2 separate regions of the Zea mays genome follow, and region 1 is linked to region 2. The links are chromatin contacts, called in public Hi-C maps. All regions are on one chromosome and are shown on one strand. The core of a region is the stretch at or near the end of the contact, and the rest is flanking DNA. Distances in the headings are between cores, read along the strand shown. Region 1 holds the start of LOC100272519. Region 2 holds the start of LOC103643286.

Evidence for each region. Hi-C and Micro-C count contacts between places; a contact is called where the count stands out from the background.
Region 1: a contact with region 2 is called in a Hi-C map of ear, with 2.1 times the contacts expected there. The contact joins the promoter of LOC100272519 here to the promoter of LOC103643286 in region 2. A contact is called at or near these places in 3 of 25 Hi-C or Micro-C datasets (ear, leaf and tassel).

Annotation. Positions count from the first base shown.
Region 1 is chr1:219,598,606-219,606,105 of Zm-B73-REFERENCE-NAM-5.0, forward strand. LOC100272519 reads left to right here and starts at 6,129. Exons shown (of 6, transcript NM_001146988.2): 1 at 6,129-7,068; 2 at 7,158-7,349; 3 at 7,439-7,500. The coding sequence starts at 6,193. It also overlaps the pseudogene LOC118476122.
Region 2 is chr1:219,427,423-219,435,195 of Zm-B73-REFERENCE-NAM-5.0, forward strand. LOC103643286 reads right to left here and starts at 3,720. Exons shown (of 7, transcript NM_001369877.1): 1 at 3,395-3,720.

The DNA of each region.
Region 1 (7,500 bases), core at 4,879-7,378, 170 kb after region 2:
TTAGATTTAACCTTCTTCTTTTTGCCGTCCTTTGCCATGAGACACTTGTGGCCGACGTTGGGGAAGCGAAGTCCCTTGGTGACGGCGATGTTGGCGGCGTCCTCGTCGTCGGAGGAGTCGCTAGAGCTTTCGTCGGAGTCCCACTCCCGACAAACATGGGCATCGCCGCCCTTCTTCTTGTAGTATCTCTTCTTCTCCTTTCTTCTCCCCTTCTTGTCGTTGCCCCTGTCACTAGATATAGGACATTTTGCAATAAAATGACCGGGCTTACCACATTTGTAACACACTTTCTTGGAGCGGGGTTTGTAGTCCTTCCCCCTCCTTTGTTTGAGGATTTGGCGGAAGCTCTTGATGACGAGCGCCATTTCCTCGTTGTCGAGCTTGGAGGCGTCGATGGGTGTTCTACTCGGTGTAGACTCCTCCTTCTTCTCCTCCGTCGCCTTAAATGCGACCGGTTATGCTTCGGACGTGGAGGGCCCGTCAAGCTCGTTGATCTTTCGTGAGCCCTTGATCATAAATTCAAAGCTCACAAAATTCCCGATTACTTCCTCGGGAGTCATTAGTGTATATCTTGGATTGCCACGAATTAATTGTACTTGAGTAGGGTTAAGGAAAATAAGAGATCTTAGAATAACCTTAACCACCTCGTGGTCATCCCACTTTTTGCTTCTGAGGTTGCGCACTTGGTTCACCAAGGTTTTGAGCCGGTTGTACATGTCTTGTGGCTCCTCCCCTTGGCGTAGACGGAAGCGACCAAGCTCCCCCTCGATCGTTTCCCGCTTGGTGATTTTGGTGAGTTCATCACCCTCGTGCGCGGTCTTGAGCACGTCCCAAACTTCTTTGGCGCTCTTTAATCCTTGCACCTTGTTGTACTCCTCCCTACTTAGAGAGGCGAGGAGTATTGTTGTGGCTTGGGAGTTGAAGTGCTCGATTTGGGCCACCTCGTCCTCATCATAATCCTCATCCCCTACGGATGGTACCTGTGCTCCAAACTCAACAACATTCCATATACTTTTGTGGAGTGAGGTTAGATGAAATTTCATTAAATCACTCCACCTAGCATAATCTTCACCGTCAAAGGTTGGCGGTTTGCCTAATGGAACAGAAAGTAATGGAGTATGTCTAGAAGTACGAGGATAATGTAAGGGGATCTTACTAAACTTCTTGCGCTCATGGCGCTTAGAAGTTATGGAGGGCGCGTCGGAGCCGGAGGTAGAAGGTGATGAAGTGTCGGTCTCGTAGTAGACCACCTTCCTCATCTTCTTTATTTTGTCGCCACTCCGATGCGATTTGTGAGAAGAAGTCTTCTTCTCCTTCTTCTTCTCCTTCTTCTTCTCCTTGTTGTGGGACTCTTCCGATGAAGCCTTCCTGTGGCTTGTAGCGGGCTTGTCGCCGGTCTCCATCTCCTTCTTGGCGAGTTCTCCCGACATCACTTCGAGCGGTTAGGCTCTAATGAAGCATCGGGCTCTGATACCAATTGAAAGTCGCCTAGAGGGGGGGTGAATAGGGCGAAACTGAAATTCTCAAAAATAATCACAACTACAAGTCGGGTTAGCGTTAGAAATATAATTAAGTCCGCGAGAGAGGGTGCAAAACAAATCGCAAGCGAATAAAGAGTGTGACACGTGGATTTGTTTTACCGAGGTTCGGTTCTCGCAAACCTACTCCCCGTTGAGGTGGTCACAAAGACCAGGTCTCTTTCAACCCTTTCCCTCTCTCAAACGGTCCCTCGGACCGAGTGAGCTTTCTCTTCTCAAATGCTTGGAACACAAAGTTCCCACAAGGACCACCACAAGATTGGTGTCTCTTGCCTTAATTACAAGTGAGTTTGATCGCAAGAAAGAATCAAAGAAAGAAGAAAGCAATCCAAGCGCAAGAGCTCGAAAGAACACAAGCAAATCTCTCTTACTAATCACTAGGGCGTTGTGTAGAGTTTGGAGAGGATTTGATCACTTGGGTGTGTCTAGAATTGAATGCTAGAGCTCTTGTAAGTGGTTGAAGTGTGAAAACTTGGATGACTTGAATGTGGGGTGGTTGGGGGTATTTATAGCCCCAACCACCAAACTAGCCGTTTGGTGGTGCTGTCTGTCGCATGGTGCACCGGACAGTCCGGTGCACACCGGATATGTCCGGTGTGCCAGCCACGTCACCAGGCCGTTGGGATTCGACCGTTGGAGCTTCTGACTTCTGGGCCCGCCTGGCTGTCCGGTGCACACCGGACAAGTACTGTAGATTGTCCGGTGCACCGTCTCGCGCGTGCCTGACTTCTGCGCGCTTCTGGCGCACATTAAATGCGCCTGCAGGTGACTGTTGGCGCGAAGTAGCCGTTGCTCTGCTGGTTCACCGGACAGTCCGGTGTACACCGGACAGTCCAGTGAATTATTGCGGAGCAATTTCCCGAGGCTGGCGAGTTCCAGAGCCGCTCTTCCCTGGGGCACCGGACACTGTCCGGTGTACACCGGACAGTCCGGTGAATTATAGCGGAGCACCTCTGGATTTTCCCGAAGGTGAGGAGTTCAGTGTGAAGTCCCCTGGTGCACCGGACACTGTCCGGTGGCACACTGGACAGTCCGGTGCGCCAGACCAGGGCACACTTCGGTTATCCCTTTGCTCTATTGTTGAACCCAATACTTGGTCTTTTTATTGGCTAAGTGTGAACCTTTGGCACCTGTATAACTTGTACACTAGAGCAAACTAGTTAGTCCAATTATTTGTGTTGGGCAATTCAACCACCAAAATCATTTAGGTAAGCCTAAATCCCTTTCACTTCCAACGAGAGTCCATGGTACATGTCTAGCCGGAGCGGATATGCGCCCCGTCTATGAACCCTTCAAGCAAACAGTGAATAAAACATATTTGCAAAATCCATCTTGAGAGCCGAGTGTAGGATATCGGCCATAAAAGCTCATCGAAACCAAGTGACAACGGTCGCCCCGCACACCCCGTCATCAACAAACGTTGTTCGAATGGCGAACCATCTTTTAACCACAAGTTTGTTCGAACAACAAACCATATTTTAACCACAAGTTTGATCATCAATGGTGCTGGTAGAGCAAGCCACTAATGACTGAATGTAGGGACGTTCTGTCCAAACTACTATAAATCTTGTGGCCACCATGCACACCGTCCAGAGCCCAGAACGCGCACAATAAATTTACTTGTCTGAACGAGGTTCGAAACACTGACACTGCTTCTATAGTGTTTTGTCTCTTTGAATTGCAGTTGCAATAGTACGAACAACTGGCTTTAGTTTGAAGCGAACAAGCATTAATCACTTTACTATGCAACAGAAGAAATCACTTTATTGAAATGTCGATGACCTTCTCACCAAACAACATCAAAAGGAGGCGAGCATAAATCACTTCAATACTCATAACTTCACTGAAATGGAAATGAAATTCTCAGCAAACAACTTCAAGAGGTGGTGAATTGTATCATCCAATCATCATAGCTATGCAACAACAACAACATTTATTCAACCAAGGGTATAGGTGTCTAGATCAAGAACTGAAGCTAATACGAGGTCATGAAAGAAAAGGACATAACAGCTGCAAAAAGAGAGATGCAGTTAAGCTGGATCCTCGCTATAGCTTGTGCTGGTAGCGCGCGACCTCGACTTCGTTGGGGAAGAATCCCATTAGGCAGCCAACTGAGTTCTAGTAGGCGTACACGAACCCTCCCATGACCCCGATAGGCCCACCCGTGACCATCGACGGACCCCGGATCCCCGGCTTGATCCCTAGACGACAAGCGTGGGTCCGAGCTACTGATAGGGTTGAAGTGGGAGATTAGGTTTGGGTGGGGATCTACGAGGGGAGGGGATCTATAAGGGGAGTGGTCTAGGAGGGGAGGTGAGCTGGAGAGGTAACCAACAATGATGGAGATCGCGAAGATGGTGGAGAGGTGCATGTAATCGAGCACAGAGAAGTTGTCGACCACCTTGGTAAAGGTCGGGTTCTGGTCCACGACCGGGTACTCTAGCTTCGTTGATGCAGTGATGTCCGTATTCATCGAGGGTGTGCGGAACCCTCCGATGATGCTGGCTGCGGCGTCGGTAGAGACGACAGATTTGGTTGCGAGGAGGAGCTGGATGGGATCGTTGTGGCCTACGGGATAGGTCCTTCTCGGCTTGGTGTTCTGTGGTAGAAGTTGTGTGCCTAACGAAATAAGCTAGATTGAAGCCCATCATTTTAGGGCCTATTTGTTTACTGACGCTAAAGTTTAGTAACTGTCACATGGATGTTTGATGCTAGTTAAAACTTAAAAGTATTAAATATAATCTAATTAAAAAATTAATTACATAAATGAGAACTAAACAATAAGACCAACCTATTAAAACTAATTATTCCATGTGCTCATGTGATGCTACAGTAAACTTTTGCTAATCATGGATTAATTAGGTTTAAAAATTTTTGCTCCTCATTTAGTCTTTAGTTTTATAGTTTTTAATTAGATTGCATTTAATACTTGTAGTAGACATTCAAACATCCAATATGGCATGTGCTAAATTTTAGTCCTAGAACCAAACACCTCCTTAGTACATGGTCCAAAGCCATCTTTGTAAACTGACGTAGGAATTAGCAGGAGAATTCAATTTATACCATTTCTAAATAGGTGGATCTAAACAATACCATTGCTAAGATTAGAGGTCTATGATATACCGATCCTAAACTACTCTGCCTTCAAACAATACCATGATAGCTACTAATCCCCATCTTTCCCTATAATAATCAAGTTTTAACATTAAGTTTGTCATAGTTGAACCAATTTGCCCCCTCACTATACAAACTAGTCGCTTTGATTGCATCACAAAAATTATATTTCATGAAATTCCAAATTATAATCCGAGTAAAGGTCAACACAATGTTTTAATATTTAAGATGCATCTAATTTAAATATCTTGCATTGTGCAAAGGTTCCAAAAAGGAACACTGCGACACTTCTTAAACAAGTCATTCATTTTGATGTTGACTCACATCCTTCTTGAGACAACACTAACAGACATCTTGCTGCAGTTGATGTGGTAGTGCTTGATGACCCTATGATATCTTAAGACAACACTAACAAACATCTTGCTGCAGTTGATGTGGTGGTGCTTGACAACTGCAGCAAGATGTTTGTCAGTGTTGTCTCAAGAAGGATGTGAGTCAGCATCAAAATGAATGACTTGTTTAAGAAGTGTTGTAATGTTCCTTTATAACTTTGCACTATGTCATTGGATTGTGAACTTACTATTGTGTTGTAGAAATGTTTTGTTACCGTTTATGAAATATTTAAATTAGATACATCTTAAATATTAAAACATTGTGTTGACCTTTACTATTATACATTGGAACTTCGTGAATTATAATTGTTATGATGCATTCAACACGTCTGGTCTCTATAGTGAGGGGTGTAAATTTGTTCAAGTACGACAAACATAGTGTCAACACTTGATTAGTATAGGGAAAGATGGGGATTAGTGGCTATCATGGTATTTTTAAAGGGGTAATAGTTTAAGAGTGGTACATCTTAGACCTCTAACCTTGGGGTTGTTCGCTTCGTATTAAAGTCGATTGTTTGGACTACTGCAACTGTAATTCATAGAGACATAACACTGTAGAAGCAGTAGAAGCCAATATAGATTAGAGCCAAGCAAATTGATTACTTAGCAGTGGTATTGTTTAGGGCAACAACTAATATGCAATCATGCCTTATATGCAAGCGTGCAATCAAGTCTCTTGGTCCATTAGATTATAATCTAACTGTAGACTTAATCATGGTTTATTAGGGGGTTTAAGTGTTAAATGTAATACATGATTGAATCATAATCTAACGGGCCAGAAACTTCGCTTGCATGTTGCACATAAAATCTGATTGCATATTTGTTGTTGCCGTTGGAAGTGGTATTATAGATTGAATTCTCCTAAGAATTGGCCCATGAATAATAATATGAATTTACATGGGCCAGATATTTGATGACCGTAAATGGTCTGGGCTCACAACCTCCGTCGATGGGCTAGACTGGTTTAATGACCTAGGTGGGCCACAGTAAGATAAAGCCCGGTCCATGACAGCTTCATCGGAGTTTGCAAAGCCATCCTCGCCTTGCTTTCTCCGCCATCCTCTCTGCTTTCCACCACCCTATACCAAACCAGCCAAAGCCCTCCACTCCTCCCCGCCTCCGCCTCCGACGTCGAACATTCTTCTCCAATGGCGACGGCCCCCGCATCCCTCTCGCTCTCCGCCTCTACCCTGCCCACCCGGCTCCGTGCCGCAGCGGTGCTGGCGGGCATGCGCTGGAGGCAGCCGCAGCGCGGGCGGATGGTGGTGCGCGCCAAGATCCGGGAGATCTTCATGCCGGCGCTGAGCTCCACCATGACGGAGGGCAAGATCGTCTCCTGGTCCGCTGGAGAGGGTGATCGCGTCTCCAAGGGTGACGCCGTCGTGGTCGTCGAGTCTGACAAGGCCGACATGGACGTTGAGACCTTCCACGACGGCATCGTGGCGGTGGTCCTCGTCCAGGCTGGCGAGTCGGCGCCGGTGGGCGCGCCCATCGCGCTGCTCGCGGAGTCAGAGGAGGAGGTGCCGCTCGCTCTCGCCAAGGCTCAGGAGCTCTCCAACGGGCAGCCGCAGCAGGCGCCTCCTGCTCCGACGGAGGATGCCGCAGCGACGCCGCCCCCTCCTTCTGCTCCGGCCACTGCTCCCACGCCGGTGGCCGTGGGTACGAAGGGCATTGCCAGCCCGCACGCTAAGAAGCTGGCTAAGCAGCACAGGGTGGACCTTGCCAAGGTGACTGGCACCGGGCCGTATGGTCGAATTACGTCGGCAGATGTCGAGGCGGCTGCCGGAATCCAGCCGAAGTCAAAGCCCGCTCCTGCTGCTGCTGCGCCACCACCTGTGGCTGCACCTTCAGTGGGTGCGGTGCCTCAATCGGCAGTTCTACCACCGGTTCCTGGCGCGACTGTTGTTCCATTCACTACCATGCAGGCTGCAGTGAGCAAGAACATGGTGGAGAGTCTGGCAGTGCCAGCATTCCGCGTTGGGTACCCCATTATTACTGATAAACTCGACGAGCTGTATGAAAAGGTAAGGATTTGAAGCAGGGCACCTTGAGGCTCCTTTGTTTTCCTTAGCCTGCTTCCTGATTACTAATTAGACTGATTTGATTTTGACAGGTTAAGCCAAAGGGAGTGACAATGACAGTGCTGCTGGCGAAGGCTGCAGCCATGGCTCTTGCACAGCACCCTGTTGTCAATGCTAGCTGCAGGGATGGAAAGAGCTTCACATACAACAGTAACATCAACATTGCAGTGGCTGTGGCAATTGATGGTGGCCTTATTACACCTGTTCTTCAGGATGCTGACAAGGTACGTACAATCTTTGTGATAAATTCGGCTTCAATTCGCAGTTTTAGCAAACAAGTTCATCAAACAGCTTGTTGAATGTTACACTGTAGCTGGATATATATTTGCTCTCGCAAAATTGGAAGGATCTAGTGAAGAAAGCACGAGCAAAACA
Region 2 (7,773 bases), core at 2,470-4,969:
CAGGCCCAGAAAGGAGAAGAGAAGCTGAAATGACAACAGACCTTTGGATTTTTGGATATATTTTTTATTTGATTTGGCATTATTCAACAAGGAAAAAAAATTCGAGACTGGATAAAAAAAAGGAACTATGATTCATACTCACTATTTAGACCTCGCAACCAGACTTAAAAAAAATCAAGTTATTCTTAATAAAGAAAGAAATTTTCTTCCTTCCAACTTTGTTTGCCCAAAAGAGAACTCTTTTCTCTTTCAAGATAGACATTGTGGTACTATTGTAATTTACTATAATATCCTCCTCATAGTGAGAGCAACACAGACGGCGAGACTGCAGAAGAAGCCAACAAGCTAATATCCCTTGGTCATAACGGTCGATGCGTCTCTCATATGCTATGGCTGAAGAAGAAGCTGGCGAGTCCTCATGCAAGGCAGTAGCCCCATTGCACATGTTATGGCTAGACAAGAAGCTGATAAGGCCTCATGCAAGGCAGTAACCTTTAGGCCAATGTCAATTTAGCTGAGCGTGAGGGTCAAGCCATGGTCGAGGAGTCATGCTGGAGATAGTCGTGTTCAATGTAGAAGTTGAGGTAAGTGATATCAAGTTGACCACACATGAAGCTGTTGGTGCAAACTGGTGTTGTGTTGATGAGGGAGATGTGTCAAGATAGTTGTCGTAGAAGCGGCAATGTCGAGGTCGATGCAGTTAAGGCCATCGAGGACTTAGATGAAGATGAAAACATAGTCAAGTGAGGGTTGATGTAGTCAATCCGCTATGGAGTAAACATGCACTCGGGTTGCCAATCCCAATAATGCTCCATGGATGAAGTCATGCATTAATGTTGCCAACATTGGATGTACAAGGTAGAGGGCCCCAATCATGCATCAATCTCAAGAGACCAGCAGAGAATGTGTTGACAATTGTTGAGGTGCACATAACAGTAGGGTACGGTAGATGGTGCTAAAGCAGCCCGCGATTATCATAATAGATAGAGTAGGCGAGGATGCTGAAGACATGTGAAAGGGAATTAGGCTTACACCTAGTCCCTAATTAGTTTTGGTGGTTGAATTGCCCAACACAAATCTTTGGACTAACTAGTTTGCTCTAGTGTATAAGTTATACAGGTGCTAAAGGTTCACACTTAGCCAGTAAAAAGACCAAGAGTTGGGTTCAACAAAAGAGCAAAGGGGCAGCCGAAGGCACCTCTGGTCTGGCACACCGGACTGTCCGGTGTGCCACCGGACAGTGTCCGGTGCACCACCGGACATGTCCGGTGCACCAGAGGACTCCAACTCGAACTCGCCACCTTCGGGAATTTCCAGAGGCACTCGCGCTATAATTCACCGGACTGTCCGGTGTGCACCGGACATGTCCGGTGCTCCAAGGAAGGGCGGCCTCAGGAACTCGCCAGCCTCGGGTTTTCATTCCAGCCGCTCCGCTATAATTCACCGGACTGTCCGGTGTGCACCGGACTGTCCGGTGCATCTGCGGAGCAACGGCTACCTGCAGCGCATTTATTGCGCGCCAGCGCGCGCAGAGGACAGGCACACCCATGCTGGCGCACCGGACACTCTACAGTCCATGTCCGGTGCGCCACCGGACATCAAGGCGGGCCCAGAAGTCAGAACTCCAACGGTCGATTTCCAACGGCACTGGTGACGTGGCGGGGGCACCGGACTGTCCGGTGTGCACCGGACTGTCCGGTGCGCCATCGAACAGACAGCACAGCCAACGGTCAAGTTTGGTGGTTGGGGCTATAAATACCCCAACCACCCCACCATTCATTGCATCCAAGTTTTCCACTTCCCAACTACTACAAGAGCTCTAGCATTCAATTCTAGACACACCAAAGAGATCAAATCTTCTCCAAATTCCACACAACGCCATAGTGACTAGTGAGAGTGATTTGCTTGTGTTCTTTCGAGCTCTTGCGCTTGGATTGCTTTCTTCTTTCTTGATCCCTTCTTTGCAATCAAACTCACTTGTAATTTGAGGCAAGAGACACCAAACTTGTGGTGGTCCTTGTGGGAACTTTGTGTTCCAAGTGATTGAGAAGAGAAAGCTCACTCGATCCGTGGATCGTTTGAGAGAGGGAAGGGTTGAAAGAGACCCGGCCTTTGTGGCCTCCTCAACGGGGAGTAGGTTTGCAAGAACCGAACCTCGGTAAAACAAATCTCCGTGTCTCACTTGCTTATTCGTTTGGGATTTGTTTTGCGCCCTCTCTCGCGGACTCGTTTCTTTATTACTAACGCTAACCCGGCTTGTAGTTGTGTTTATATTTGTAAATTTCAGTTTCGCCCTATTCACCCCCCCTCTAGGCGACTTTCAACATGGTTTGCTACCAAGAAGTTGTGTGGAGGCAGACATGTCTACCCAAGGTGATGATCTGCCTGACAGCAACTTGTTAGGATATATTCGTTGTCACCAACATATAATCAAAGGCACACAAACAAAGTGATCCAGCAAGCACTTTCTATGGATTTAACATTTTCCACCTTGAGAAAGTTGAATTATATGTAGTTTTGTTTATCATCAACTTGTGGTTTAATTTCTATGCATCAAACAATGGCCAGCGTTCTGAGGACTGCTTTACTTTAACAAGTAAACAACAAATTTTTTTGGCAGAAAAGGACACACACATATCAGTATATTACTGATAATCAGCTGAGCAACTGAGATGGCAACACCAACAAGCTATTATAATTGTCTGAAGCCACGTCACATGCTTGATTCGAATGATGTGCAAGGCTTCGCCAATATAGGGGCAACTCAAATTGCATGAATTTTTAATGGTGCATTATTGGAAGTGAGAGTGTGTTTGGTGCTCCCAAGACATTCCTTGTCCTCACCTTTGTTTAAGCAAAGGAGAGTAGCTTTTTGACAATATGTTCAATCAAAGCTTAACTTTAGGGCAGTACAGACTGAGTACTAGCAAGTGGTTGATTGATGACTACACATGGTTGAAAGCCTCTGTTGATTTGGAAAATAATATGTGCTTGCTAAGCGCTTCAGAATTTTCAGAGCTAACTCGGGGGCAAAGGTGATAGCTCTGAAAATAAACTGAGCTTGCTAAGCAGCCTAACTCGGGGAGGGGTTGCTGTAGAATGGCAACAGCTAATGCACCAAGGATTCTATCCTTGTATCCGTGATCAACTGGTGACCTTCAACAGTTCAACTAAACAACTATTTCCCATCGTCATTCAACCTGCAAAAAGGGATAAAGCTACGGGGCCATCTAGCCGTCTTGATGCATCTTCGTGCGCCCTTCCTTGTCGGCAACGCAATTCACGAGACTGGCAGAGAGTACCCCAGATCAAGTGGGCATCAAAAGGGCTTCAAAAAAAGTGAACAGAGGGTTGTTTTTTCCCTAAAAAACAGAGGGTAGTTACGAATACGAACCATACGTTGATCCGTCGGCACACAGACCACTCGTCCGTCCGTGTGTCATCTCCATGGCGGCATGGCAGTTGGCAGTCGACAGAGCCCGTGTCATCTCCGTGCCCAGCGGGTGCAGCTCTCGGATCAGCACGAACCTCGCGGCGGCTGGCGGCTGACCCGTCGCCCTTGTAGACCGGTCGAACACATATGCTGTCCGAGGGAGCGTTTCGTCGAACAGGTGATGTGCGCGGTGGTCGACGATTCTTGGGCAGAGTTCTGTTAACACAGCCGAGGCGAAAATCATCCGAGTGGGTCATATTAGATTTGTACTGAGATAAAAGAACAAATGGAGAGAGAAAAATGGGTTATACAGTAGTACGCTCACGGACTTGTCACATTTTGTGACCACAAGAAATAGACCAAATGTTAAATATATAACTTGTATAATGAAAGAGTTATTTGAACAAATTTAATAATATAATACTTTAGTTATTTTTAACTAAAATAGAGAAGGAGTAGTTTATAGAAGACTTTATGATGTTATTATGTCACAAGTGTCGGACAACACACTACGAAATATATCATGTAGGACTTTTGGATGGTTGGCGGAGTCAACTATAAAAAGAGAGCTTTAGATCCAGAGAAATTTGTGGAATTAGATTGGTGCAAGCAATAAATATTGTAACAAATTAATCGGGCCGCCTAGCTTATATAACCTGGTAAGCGGTGGAGTTGAGGAGTCGTGCCACTTCAACTCTCTGCTCAGTGGACCGTTGCAAAATATGTTTACTCCGTTTTTTTAATAACATGCTCACGGAAGGTGTTTTCGGACCTTTAGCATTAGTCATTCGTTTATAACGTGCACACCGGACAGTCTGATGCACGGTCCGGCCAACTGGACGCTCTCGAGAATTCTAGCCTACGACAGCTATAATTCAACGGACCGTCCCCGCGAGGCGCCGGACAGTCCGGTGTGCCAGCCGCTAACGACTAGCTACCATGTAGGTCAGAGGGCCAATGGTCAAGTGGCGCACCGGACAGTCTCGTGCCCCACACCAGATAGTCCGGTGCCCCCAGAAGCGGAAACCAGCCAATCAGGGGATTCTCCAGTGCGCGTACTCTTCACTGTCCAGTGTGCACCGGATAGTCCGGTACACCTGCGGGCAGAAGGCAAAGAAAGCCTACCAAATGGAGCTCCAATGCCTCCTAGCTCCCTTGGGCTATAAAAGGGACCCCTAGGCGCATGGAGCAGAACATCAAGCCTCCATTGAACATCCTACAACGCCGAGACTTCGCAAACACACATTTGGTTCATTGTGATAGAGATTCGAGCACTTCTTTGAGTTGTAACTCCGCCGTGTTGTTTTGTGTGCTCGTTCTTGTCTTGTGTGCGTGTTGTTGCTGCAACTCTCGCTCTTGCGTGTGTTTCTATTCCTCCTTACTCGTGTATTTATTTGAGATCAATTGTGTAAGGCGTGAGGGACTCTAAAATTGTGGAGATTCCTCAGAAAGGGATATTGTTGAGATAAAGAGAACTGTTGTATTCAAGTTGATCTTTAGATCACTTGAAAGGGGTTGAGTGCAACCCTCGTCCGTTGGGACGCCACAACGTGGAGTAGGTAAGTATTCTACTTGACCGAACCACGGGATAAAAATCGTTGTGTCACATGTCTTTATTCCTGTGTGATTTTCTCTCTCTATCTACTTCATTTATATTATTGCTCTAAGTTTAAAACTCACCTTGTGAAGAGCAATTAAGTGAAGAAGTTTACTCCGCTCATACTCCTCACTCGAACTTGGTCTTAGCTTTCACTAATACAATATTAGTCCAAGTTTGTTTTGTCGAGCCGTTTTTTACAGGATCACCTATTCAACCCCCCCCCCTCTAGGTGCTCTCAATTGGTATCAGAGTCGTACTCTTCATTCAAGGACTAACTGCTGGAAGAGATGGATCTTAAAGGCAAGGGGATGGTGATCAATGACAAGGAGAAGGAGACTCTCTATGTTGATGAGCCAAAATGTGAAAAGCCCACCAACCCAGGCTCAAACAATAAGAAGGAAGATGGAAAGAAGAAGTGGTGCATCAAGAAGATCATCTACTACAACAGCGACGCCTCCTCTTCTTCACCAAAGGACGATGATGACGAAGACTCGTCCACGAAAAACAAAACGGTTAATCAAAATTATTCATTTGATTACTCTCACAATTCGTACAATTCAAATGCACATTTATTTTCTATTCCACTTGGAAAACCCCCTCACTTTGATGGAGAAGACTATTCTTTCTGGAGTCATAAAATGTGTAGTCATTTATTTTCTCTCCATCCTAACATTTGGGAAATAGTGGAAAATGGAATGCATTTTGATAGTAGCGATAATCCCATATTTATTAACGAGCAAATTCATAAGAATGCCCAAGCTACTACTATGTTGTTAGCATCTCTATACAGGGATGAGTACAATAAAGTCGGCGGCTTGGACAATGCCAAGTAAATATAGGACACCCTCAAGATTTCTCATGAGGGAAATGACGCCACCATGATCACAAAGATAGAACTGGTGGAAGGAGAATTTGGGAGGTTCGCCATGAAAAGGGGAGACGAGCCAACCGAAACGTACAACAGGCTCAAGACCCTGGTGAACAAGATCTAGAGTTATGGGAGTACAAGATGGATGGACCATGACATTGTTCGACTCATGCTAAGGTCATTTACCATTATTGATCCTCATCTTGTAAACCTTATTCGTGAGAATCCCAGGTACACCAAGATGACGTCCGAGAAAATTCTCGAAAAATTCGTAAGCGAGCGCATGATGATAAAGGAGGCTAGGTACATTGATGACATCGCCAATGGACCATTCCCACTCTACGAGCCGCAGAGTGTTGTCCTCAAGGCAACAAGCAGCAAGGAGACGCTACCTAACAAGGTGGCACAAGTAGAGGCTGCTGGACTCAACGAGGAGGAAATGGCGCTTGTAATCAAGCGCTTCAAGACCGCTTTGAAGGGACGCAAGGAGTATCTCAACAAGAATAAATCAAAGGGAAAGCGCTCCTGCTTCAAATGCAGTAAGTCTGGTCATTTTATAGCACAATGTCTCGATAATGATAATGACCAGGCACAATAAAATAAAGGGAAGAAAGAGAGGAAGAAAAACTACAGGAAGGCAAAGGGGAGGCACACATTGGCAAGGAATGGGACTCTGACTGTTCTTCATCCGACTCCGATGATGAAGGACTGGCTGACTCCGCCTTCAAAAGTCCTCCCTCTTCCCCAACGAGCATCACACATGCCTCATGGCTAAGGAGAAGAAGGTGCGTACTCGAGATACTCCTAAGTACACTTCTTCTAGTGATGAGGAATCTAATAATGATATAGACTATAGTGATATCTTTAAGGGTTTAGATAGATCCAAAGTTGATAAAATTAATGAATTAATTGATGCTCTTAATGAGAAAGATAGGTTGTTAGAAAAACAAGAAGAGATTCTTTATGAAGAACACGATAAACTTGTCAATGCTGAAAAATCTCTTGCTTTAGAGGTTAAAAGAAATGAAATTATTTCTTTTGAATTATCTTATTGCAATGAATCTATGTCTAGCCTTAAGAGTTTAAATGCTGATTTAAATGCTAAGCTAGAAAGAGTGAATATTACTAGTTCATTTGTGGACCATGTGTCTATTTGTAATAAGTGTAAAGATATTGATATTGATGCTTGCAATGCTCATGCTTCCACAATTCTTAAGTTGAATAATGATGTTGCAAATCTTAATGCTCAACTTAAGACTTGCAAGAGTGAAAATGATAAAATAAAATCTGCTAGAGATGTCTACACCATTGGTAGACATCCCTCCATTAAGGATGGACTTGGCTTCCAAAAAGGAACCAAGAACTTAACAAGTCAATGGGCCTCCAATCTCATCAAGGAGAAAGGGAAGGCTCCTATGGCTAGTAGCTCTTATTCTTCACATGACAAAAAGAACCATACCTATCTTTATGACGATGTTAAGAATGTTTCTAGTGTTGCTTATCATGATAGTTGTTATGATCATGTTTGTTGGGGGCCTTCCTCTTCTGAAGGTCCTCAAAAACGTGACTAATATGTTTTTCAGTGTAACACAGACTGATACAGGAGGCTTTGGCTTTGGGATGAAAGCATGCAAATATGGAGATACAACCCAGGAGTAGGATGAACGGGCGCCGAAGCTGTGGCCGAAAAAGCTTCGGCTTTAGCACAACGATGAAGGTGGTCGACGGAACCGACCTAAAGGAGAAAAGACTACTTGACCCTTGACGGTCTGCTTTATTGTTAGCAGTAAAAGTTAGGGACATGAATGTAATTTTATCCGAGCTTCGCCCTGTGCCTATAAATAGATGAACAGTAACACTATACTGTTCACG